Linked DNA regions of Mus musculus: regions 2 and 3 are each linked to region 1. The links are chromatin contacts, called in public ChIA-PET and HiChIP or PLAC-seq maps. All regions are on one chromosome and are shown on one strand. The core of a region is the stretch at or near the end of the contact, and the rest is flanking DNA. Distances in the headings are between cores, read along the strand shown.

Evidence for each region. ChIA-PET counts read pairs in DNA pulled down with a chosen protein or histone mark. HiChIP or PLAC-seq counts read pairs in DNA pulled down with a chosen protein or histone mark.
Region 2: an RNA polymerase II ChIA-PET map of memory CD8 T cells shows a contact between it and region 1, with 5 read pairs. The contact joins the enhancer-like site here to the promoter of Thada in region 1. A contact is called at or near these places in 2 of 39 promoter capture datasets (embryonic stem cells and pre-B cells), 2 of 484 Hi-C or Micro-C datasets (bone marrow-derived macrophages and nephron progenitors), 9 of 115 datasets of contacts at active chromatin or transcription factors (astrocytes, bone marrow-derived macrophages, embryonic forebrain and 4 more) and 1 of 9 other capture datasets (liver).
Region 3: a contact with region 1 is called in an H3K4me3 HiChIP or PLAC-seq map of pro-B cells, with 8 times the contacts expected there. The contact joins the promoter of 1810073O08Rik here to the promoter of Thada in region 1. A contact is called at or near these places in 16 of 39 promoter capture datasets (the 3T3-L1 cell line, the C10 cell line, the SN4741 cell line and 10 more), 1 of 15 datasets of contacts at CTCF or cohesin (the NIH/3T3 cell line), 6 of 484 Hi-C or Micro-C datasets (B cells, the G1E-ER4 cell line, bone marrow-derived macrophages and 3 more), 17 of 115 datasets of contacts at active chromatin or transcription factors (acute myeloid leukemia, bone marrow-derived macrophages, cardiomyocytes and 10 more) and 3 of 9 other capture datasets (adipose tissue, embryonic stem cells and liver).

What each region holds. Positions count from the first base shown.
Region 1 is chr17:84,464,667-84,467,598 of GRCm38.p6, forward strand. Thada (thyroid adenoma associated) reads right to left here and starts at 1,542. Exons shown (of 38, transcript NM_183021.3): 1 at 1,428-1,542.
Region 2 is chr17:83,934,085-83,936,784 of GRCm38.p6, forward strand. No RefSeq gene overlaps it. Among named protein-coding and RNA genes, the nearest start is that of 1810073O08Rik, 18 kb to the left of the region's middle. Within about 2 kb of position 1,322, at least 52 of the 459 cell types and tissues checked have an H3K27ac peak or open chromatin away from gene starts, as enhancers often do. A contact at or near this core is called in memory CD8 T cells, where this site is marked.
Region 3 is chr17:83,916,591-83,919,290 of GRCm38.p6, forward strand. It overlaps 1810073O08Rik (RIKEN cDNA 1810073O08 gene), which reads left to right and starts at 1,344. Exons shown (of 2, transcript NR_166916.2): 1 at 1,344-1,514.

The DNA of each region.
Region 1 (2,932 bases), core at 292-2,791:
AGTGAGTGACAATTTCTGAGCTGAGGAGATCTGGTTTGCCAAACAAAATCTGTGGGCTTTTTGTTTAAGGTTTTTTTACTACCTTGAAAATGGGGGGTTTCATTATGTTGTCCTTAAATGAGGTGCTGCTTTGAAGGAGAGATTTCTTTTGTCCCATTTAATAATTAGACATTCTACGAAAGCTTTGAGGATACAGATTCCAGCTTAAGTCAAAGGCAGACCTCCGTGGCCACTGAGGAATGGTCTACCTGCAGACCCTCCCAGGCAGAAAACGACTCAGCATGCGTCACTTAAACTCCTGACATAGCTTCCTTGTTGTCCCTACTTGTCTCTGAAGAATCAAAGCAATCTAACCATGCACTTGCTTATAAACTTCCCAAAGGTTTTCCCTTGCACTAAATAAAATGCATTAGTTACATCCAAATTTGGGTGTATGGCCTGAAAACAATCTGGCCCCAGCTTCCTCTGCCATTCATTTCAGATTTCTTTCACAGCATGTATTACTACCTAAGATTACACTAACTGGCACACCTGTCTATTGCCTGTTTTTCCTAGCACTAAGCTCCATAAAGGTTGCAATGAACTGAATAGTTGTGTTCAGTGTTCCCGTTCTTAACTCCTTAGTCGTTCATGCATGTAGTAAATGCTTTATTAAAATTTCATGAACTAAATCAAGGAATTCTTAATTAACAATTGCTAGAGATATTATAGGAGGGACATATATACTTTTAGAAGGAAGGTGGGCTACCTGGTACCTAAAAGGACATGCTACAGCTAAGTGGCATACCGCTCCAGAAACTGAAGCATTTATAGTCCATTTGGACGGCAAGTCACTACAGCAACGGCAAATGAGCAGTCAAGCAAAAAAGTTAATGAACACAGCCAGACAGAGAGACAACAAGGAAAGGCCTTGAAGTTCTGGGTTAAGTTTAGGGAAATAATTTCCCAAACGAGCAGCCAGCGTGCAAAGTACTGAGAAAGTACTGAGGAAGGAAACTGAGGGGACACTTGTGATTTGAAATGGCAAGTTTGCAGCAGTATTTGATCCCGGAGTCCTAGGGACTACACAGAGATAGACTCGGTGATTCTGCGCGTTCTAAGGGTAAACGTGTGTCCGGGTGAACTGGGCCGGCCCAGAGCCGAAAATCCCGGTTCAGCCTGATGGGCATCTGCCCATAGGTGCCACTTGCTGCTTCCCGCCCATCTACATCTACACCTTCCCGACCGCCTCCCACGTGGAGTCCAAAGACTGACAGAAGGACGGATGAAAACGTGGTTCAAGGGCTGTCTGTCTCCATGGAGACCTCAGCGCCCGGAAGCCACGGCTGGCACCCTCGGGGTGGCCTGCAAGCTGCCCCGGCCGCGCTGTGGCGAAGTCGGTCCCCCGCGCCCGCGTGCCTGGCAGGCAGCGCGCCCGCGAGCCAAACCTCGTGCCCGAGGACGTCTGCAAAGCGTCGCCACCTCTGGACGAGACCCGGAAGCCCGTCAAGTCTACCGCGTCCCTGCGGCTTGTAACGTGGTGCGCGATCCAAAAACCGGTCCCCGGCGAAGGGAGGCAGGGCTGGAAGCTGGCACGGAAATATCGCGAGAGCGGCCGAGTGCCGCTCCTCCAATCAGAAGTGAGGGTGGGTTGTGACGTCATCAAAGAGGGCGTTTGCGAGGGGATTTAGAGAGCCCGCGACTAAACAGTTCTTGATAAGCGAGCCTATGATGGTGACTGCTGGGAATTGCATGCCCCTCACCTCCTTCTGGCTGGCAGAGCAGCAGCCTCCACACCTCTAGGTGTCAGGCCGACATTTCTGTTCCAACCCAGACTTTCTACATTCACTGTGCCCAGCGCAGAGACAGGCAAAATCTACACTCGGGGACGGTTGTGCCAGGGACGGGAACTGAAGCCAAGAGCAACGACTTGAACTCCACTGTCCGAGCCTTAAACGCTGCCTTAAAGGCTGCATCTTTTACACAACTCACAGACTATCTTGCAGTCCAGTCCTTTAAAACTGAGTAAAAATTAGAGACCTATATCACCTTAGTAAGGAGCTGGGACAAGGGACAAGATCACAGAACGGACAAGATGCTGAAAAGGCCGGGATGCTGGCCTGGGCTCTGAGATACATAGTTGGGAAAAACAATGAAAATTAGGTTCATCAGGTGGATGGCTTTTCTATCAAACTTTGTATTTCTTTGTGGTTTTGCCACGTGTATTGTGAGACCCTGACTTAAAGCGTTTCTCCTTGAAAGGTAAAGCCCCTAAAACATTTCCCCAAGCTTGTTTTCCCTGACCTATAAAAATACAGCTAGAAAGAAGCTCTTTGTTCTCTATAGCCAGCAAAAAGCCTTTTTGTTTCTATACTTTACAACCAGAGATGCGATAATTGTAAAAGACCCAGCCAGCACTTGCCTGGCTTCCTGTGCCAAGGACTCAGGGTTAGGGTTAGGGGAAGATAAAAATTCAGAAAGAACTCACTCCCCACTCCTTCTGCCTTGTAAATTTCACCAAGGACACTCCGCCCAACTCTTCCCAACTCCTCAGCTAGCTATTAAAAGCCCCCTACTGTCACTGGGGTCATCGGGGTCGGGTCAAACTCCCCTGACCTGCATGGCGGAAGGAGTTTGTCCTCAGCTAGCTGATAATAAAACCTCTTGCAGTTTGCATCAGTGTGATTTTCTCTCCCGTCTTTGGGGTGCTGGCCAACTTATCCTGGGACTTGAGCGGAGGCCAAGCTTCAGGGGTCTTACAGTATCACTAAACAATAGCTTGGTTGATTTTGTGTCTGTTATCCACCGATTCACATCTTTTGGCATTGCTTTCAGGTCACTCACCTAAAACTGAGTGGTGACAATTCTTTGACTCACTGTTAATATGCCGTTCTCTACTGTGCTGCATTTGTGCTGATATATATGGACATTTGCTCTGGAGGAGTCCAGAGCA
Region 2 (2,700 bases), core at 72-2,571, 530 kb before region 1:
TTCATGGGATCACTGTTATCCGAAGGAAGGCGTATTCTGTGCAGACAGAATCAATCCATGGGCCCGTCGATTAAACATGGGCTTAGGAGTCAGTGTCTACCTCCCTAGGCAAATACACTTAGTACATTTAGTGGCAACCCTGTCATCTGCCCCCAGAAAGCAGTTGCATTCACACTGAGCACAAATGAAAGTTTCCACAATTGCCCAGGATCCTAGATAAAGGCTCCATTCCTTTGTCTATGTAAGAGGTCTGGAAGGATCTTGGAGTTTGTGATCCTTCAGGGCATGTGAGACTCTCACAGAGAGTCTGCGTTCCTTTTCTTCTGATTGACAGGAGGAAAGGGATCTTTCTCTCCCTTAAAGAAAGGGACATCCAGAGACTTTTTCTTCCTTGAGAGAGGGAATGACTTTGAACTCCTGATCCTCCTGCCTCCACTTCCCTGGGATGGACATGGTTCCATGGAATCCCCCCTCACCAGAACTTGAGTATCTTGCTGTTCAGGACCCAAGTTTGCTGGCATCAAGTTCTCCTCTGGGTTGCTCCGGGCCCTTCCATCACCGGCTCCTTCCATAGCTGTGTTTGTGGTGGCACAGATGTCCCCTGTTTTCCTTGGGAATTGGAGAATCTCATTTCCCTGACAGTGTGCCTTTGTGCCCAATCTTGGCTTGGGGTTGTTAGCATTAGTAGGATGTTACCAAATATTCCTTTTTCAGAGGGCTTCCCCACTCGGACTGGTGCTCTAAATCACCAGGCTCTGGCTTCTCTTAGTCCAATATCTCTACAGTTGTCCAACATGGTCCTCCTTGCTGTTCTGCTCATCATTCCCCAGTCCCTGGTCCCTTTCGGATGGCTGGATCCTGCTCCTGACCTCCCAGGGATCATTCCTGCTTAACAGAGACAGGTACCCAAAGGCCAACATCTTCCCTCTCCTGCCTCTACCTTGAGGTCAAAGGTGGAAATGGCAGGAAGGTGGAGGAAGGAAGAAAGGATGGAGAAGGGGAAGAAGAGAGAAGGAAGAGAGAAGGAAGGAGAGAAAAGAAGACAGGAGGGAAGGAGAGAGTGGAGAAAGAAAGGAAGAAAGAGAGGGAGAAGAGGGGAGAGAAAGAGAGTTGAGAGAGAGGAGAGGAGGAGAGGGGGGAGGGGGCGGAAGAGGGGGAGGGGGAAGGGGAGAGAGAGAGAGAGAGAGAGAGAGAACCAGTTGCAGGACTTCTTTGTAAAGGTCTAGAGTCAGAGCTGTAACTGTGAGGGCCAGCCCTTGCCAGGAAGGTGAATGCTCTACACAGCGTATCCTGTGGCCATTGATCTGGTGTGTTTGTTCATTTACTAGCTGGAGCAGGAAACCTGCCTGCCGTGCTGGCTTCCCTTCGCTTGGCTGGTCTCAGGGCCTACACCCTGCCCAAAAGGTAGACATCAGCACTCTGTTCACCAAGACAAGATGTTGATTCTCCGATCTGGCCTTGGATTCACTTCTAGGTATGGGAACAGACAAGATCCACATCAAAAGTTCTGTTTAGGATCGAGGAGAGAAAGGAGGTTTGGCCTGATCAGCAGATCTGCTGCTTAGAAACACAAACAAATAGTGAGCGCATTAATGACTAATGAGAACAGGTTTACAGGCTCCTGACACTCGCCAGTCATCTTTGGATCTCCCTGAAGCCAATGAGATAGGACAAGCGTCCTTCCTGACCTGAATCTTAGGGAAGTTTGCAAGAGTGGAGGAGGTTAGAGGGAGTGTCCACGTTTACACTCAGACTTGCTGAGTGTCACCTCGAAGGCCTGAGTGTCCCCTCCTCCTGAGTGGGACTGACATTGAGTGCCTTGCCCACTCATTGCAGGTGGCCCCTGGCAACTGAAAAAGCTAGCCATGGTTTGACACGTCTCTCTACACTCATCATATCCCAGGATGACCCTAGCATTTTAGGTGCACTCAGGACCCAGAAGGTTCACACTGGCCCTAGATGGGTCCTAAGGACAGGAAATCATCCTGCTTGTGTCTGGAGACAGGGACAGGGTCTTAGACTAAGACCATCCTGGAGAATCAGGTTCTTGCAAACCAAGTGACTCCTGGAAAGTCCCCTGCTTGTGACCCATTTCCTTCAGCTGTAAAGGGGTGGGGAAGTGGGGGGGGGCAGGGAGGGACACATGAGGAACGACAATCTTAATTTCTGAGCTGGGCATGGAGGCTCAAGCCTGTAAGTAGAGCACTTGGAAGGCTGAGGCAGGAGAATTGCTACAAGTTTGAGACTAGCTTGTGCTACATAGTGAGTCTCAGAGGAGTCTAAAATACAGAGTGAGACTTGCCTCAAAACAAAACAAAACAAAACAACCCCAAATTTATAATCAAAACAAAACATCTCTTCCACAAGGCCAGCAGTCGCCACCACAGCTGCCACGAGCCTCAGGAGCGCTCCTCATCTGGGTGGCCACCCAGGAAGAGGCGGTGCAGGCAGGGGGTGTTGAGAGATGAGCAGAGGACAAAGGGACAGGAAGAGGGGTGGCTTCTAGCATCTTCTTCAGCCAGATAGCTGTGAATGCACCTGCAGCCCTTTCAGTTCTATTGCTTTATGCAGTTAGCCCAGGATGTGCAGTTAGCCCAGGATGTGCAGTTAGCCCAGGATGACCCCAGTCAGTCTCACAGGTGAAGAAGCTGATGCCTAGGAGGCAAAAGCAGTAGCAGGTACCCTTGTCCCTGAGTGTCC
Region 3 (2,700 bases), core at 94-2,593, 550 kb before region 1:
TCTGTGGACTTTTTTGTTTTGCTTTTTTAAAGCTCTCTCTCTCTGTGTGTCCATGTGTTTGCATGATGTATGATCTGAGAGTTAATATTAGCAGTTAAGATTATAATAAAAAGAAACGGTGTTTGCCTTGGCCAGAGCTATCAAGGCAAGCGAGGCTACTTGCTGACATTCTGCCAGTGGAGCAGCTGTACCTTGTAGATTTCTTGTTACTCAACACATGCTGACATCGTGAAAGGACTCCAACGCATTCATCTGTGTTTCTGACATAGCACACTTATGACATCAGGGTTGAGTGAGGGAACCTGACCACACTCCAAAGCCCACGTTGGAGGTGGGCCAGAAGATACTAGAAGCGTCGGGCCGTTTTTCCTGCAGTCTTGCCCCCATTAAGTACTCGCCTCACTGTAATGTTTGCTGGTAAAACAAACAGATCCTCACATTTCCCTGACTGAACCGCCTGGGGTGGGCTCCTGGCTGGGAGGAGGCTGTCTGTGTGCTGCCTCAGGGGCCCAGACTCTCAATGACTCTGCTCTCCTTATGGGATGGCTCAGAGTCCTCTGCAGTCAGCAGGCACACAGGAGAGAGAGAGACAGGAGGCGCAAGCTCATCTTGTCTCCTCGGCCTGGGTGCTACCATCTACCGCTTAGATTTTGTTCTCACGGTGAGGACCAGGCTCACACCCACCCATCTCCATGCTTTTAGCTGCTCTGCTCTGCTCATAGAGCTGAGCCCATAGCCCAGGATGCTCCCTCCTCAGGAGGCCTTTTAGCTCTCCTCGTTTGTGTTTGTTTGTTTGCTTGAGACAGAGTTTCTCTGTGTAGCCCTGGCTCTCCTGGAACATGTTCTATAGATGAGGCTGCTCTCAAACTCAAAGAGACCCACCTGCCTCTGCCTCTGCCCCTGCCCCTGTCCCTGCCCCTGCCCCTGCCCCTGTCTCTGCCTGAGTGCTGACATTAAAGGCATGCACCGCCACTGCCCAGCCATTCTTAGCCCTTCTTTAAGATGCTTGGTAGGTTATTGGTCCCAGGCCCGGTTTTAAAAGGAAAAACCATGGATGTTCCTGAGGGGAAATGGAGGGCACAGGTGGACACCCTCAACGAGCTGGTACACACATTATCCTCTTAAAACTTCAGGCATTCTGAGTGCCTCCCAAGTCTCCTCTAAGAGACCCTAGAGTCCACTTCAGGTTGCTCTCCTCTGGGCTCGGTGACCTGGGCCCAGCAACTGTGATGGTCAAGTCCAAAAGTCCCCATCAGTCAGAACTGGATCAAAGGAAGAGATGTGGGTGGAGCTCAGGCACGTCACAACGTGCTTTCTCTCACCCAGGCCTTGTACCTCTAGCCAGGGCTTCTTACACACCTGCTGCCAAAAGGAGGGACATGAAGAGTAGCCAGGCTGCCAGACCTCAAGGTGTTTCTGAGTTTATGACAGGATGACCAGACACCTGATGAGAAGGATGCCAAGCTCCTGACAGGAGAAGAAGCAAAGGATGAATGCCAGAGGGGCCATCATGGGTGAGTCACTCCTCTGGGGCAATTGGAGGAGGCATCCTGGAACTTAGAACTTGCAGGAAGGGGTGGGGAGCACGGGGAATGGAGGGGAGCACGGGGAGCGGTGGGGAGCATGGGAAGACTCGCTGGCATTCCTACTTGTTTTTATGTGTGTGATACTTTATAGTTGCAAAGCCAGTGAGGTGTGTGAAGCAGAGAAAAGAGAGAGAGAGAGAGAGAGAGAGAGAGAGAGAGAGAGAACACAGGCCCAGAGAGGCTGAGCCCCCTTGCTCAAGGTTGCACAGGAATTAGTAAGACTACAAATATCCTGCCTACAGTTTTGGTGTTTTTTGTATAAGTTTGACAAATGTTTCTCTTCTTCAAGGGCCGATCAGGGCAGGTTCCCCAGGCTGGGTAAGAAGCCCCCATGTAGGGCACAGACTCCCTGGAGGGCATCTTGAGTCTAGGTGCACAGCGTCCCTTTAAGAACATGTGTTTCCTGTTTTCTTTCTCCTGCTGGCTAAGGGCAGAATGGGGTTTTCCTGAGCGGAAGACCAGTGAAGTCCTGCTCAGTGCCGTCAGCTTTGGCTGGTCTGGGGCTCATAGCTCTATTATTCTGGAGCTGATCTGCTCTGGCCAGTCTTCCTAACTTGATACTCCAGTCATCCCAGATCTTGAACCCAGGGTCTTGACTCTTAGATGATAGTTTTGGAATATTCCTTAAGAATTAATCAAGGTCTTAGAATTGGTACTGCCCTGGAACAGAGACACTAAGGCTGAGGGAGGGAGGAGCAGGTCTCCTCAAAGAAGCAAAACAAGACCTTAGGCAGCCGAAGACCCAGGGCAGGAACTTCACCCCCATGCCCCTCCCACTGTTCTCATTCATCCTGGGTGCAAGTTGAGGTTAGACCTCACTCCAGTCTGCTAGACGGTACCATGCGGAGTTGGCACGGTCTGGGTTCAGGCCATAACAGCTGTGAATATAGAGTTCCTGGAGGCTAACCGAACATCTTTTTCTACTGTCTGGTTCATGATTTTTGTTTCTTAGAATATATCATAGTTCAGGGAGATATCACTGAGCCTGGTGACCCGGGTTCAATCCCTAGGACCCATATGGTGGAAGGAGAGAACCAGATCCTGAAAACAGTCCTCTACGCATGTGCATGTGTGCACATATATATGTGTATATACACACTTTAGAAATATATGT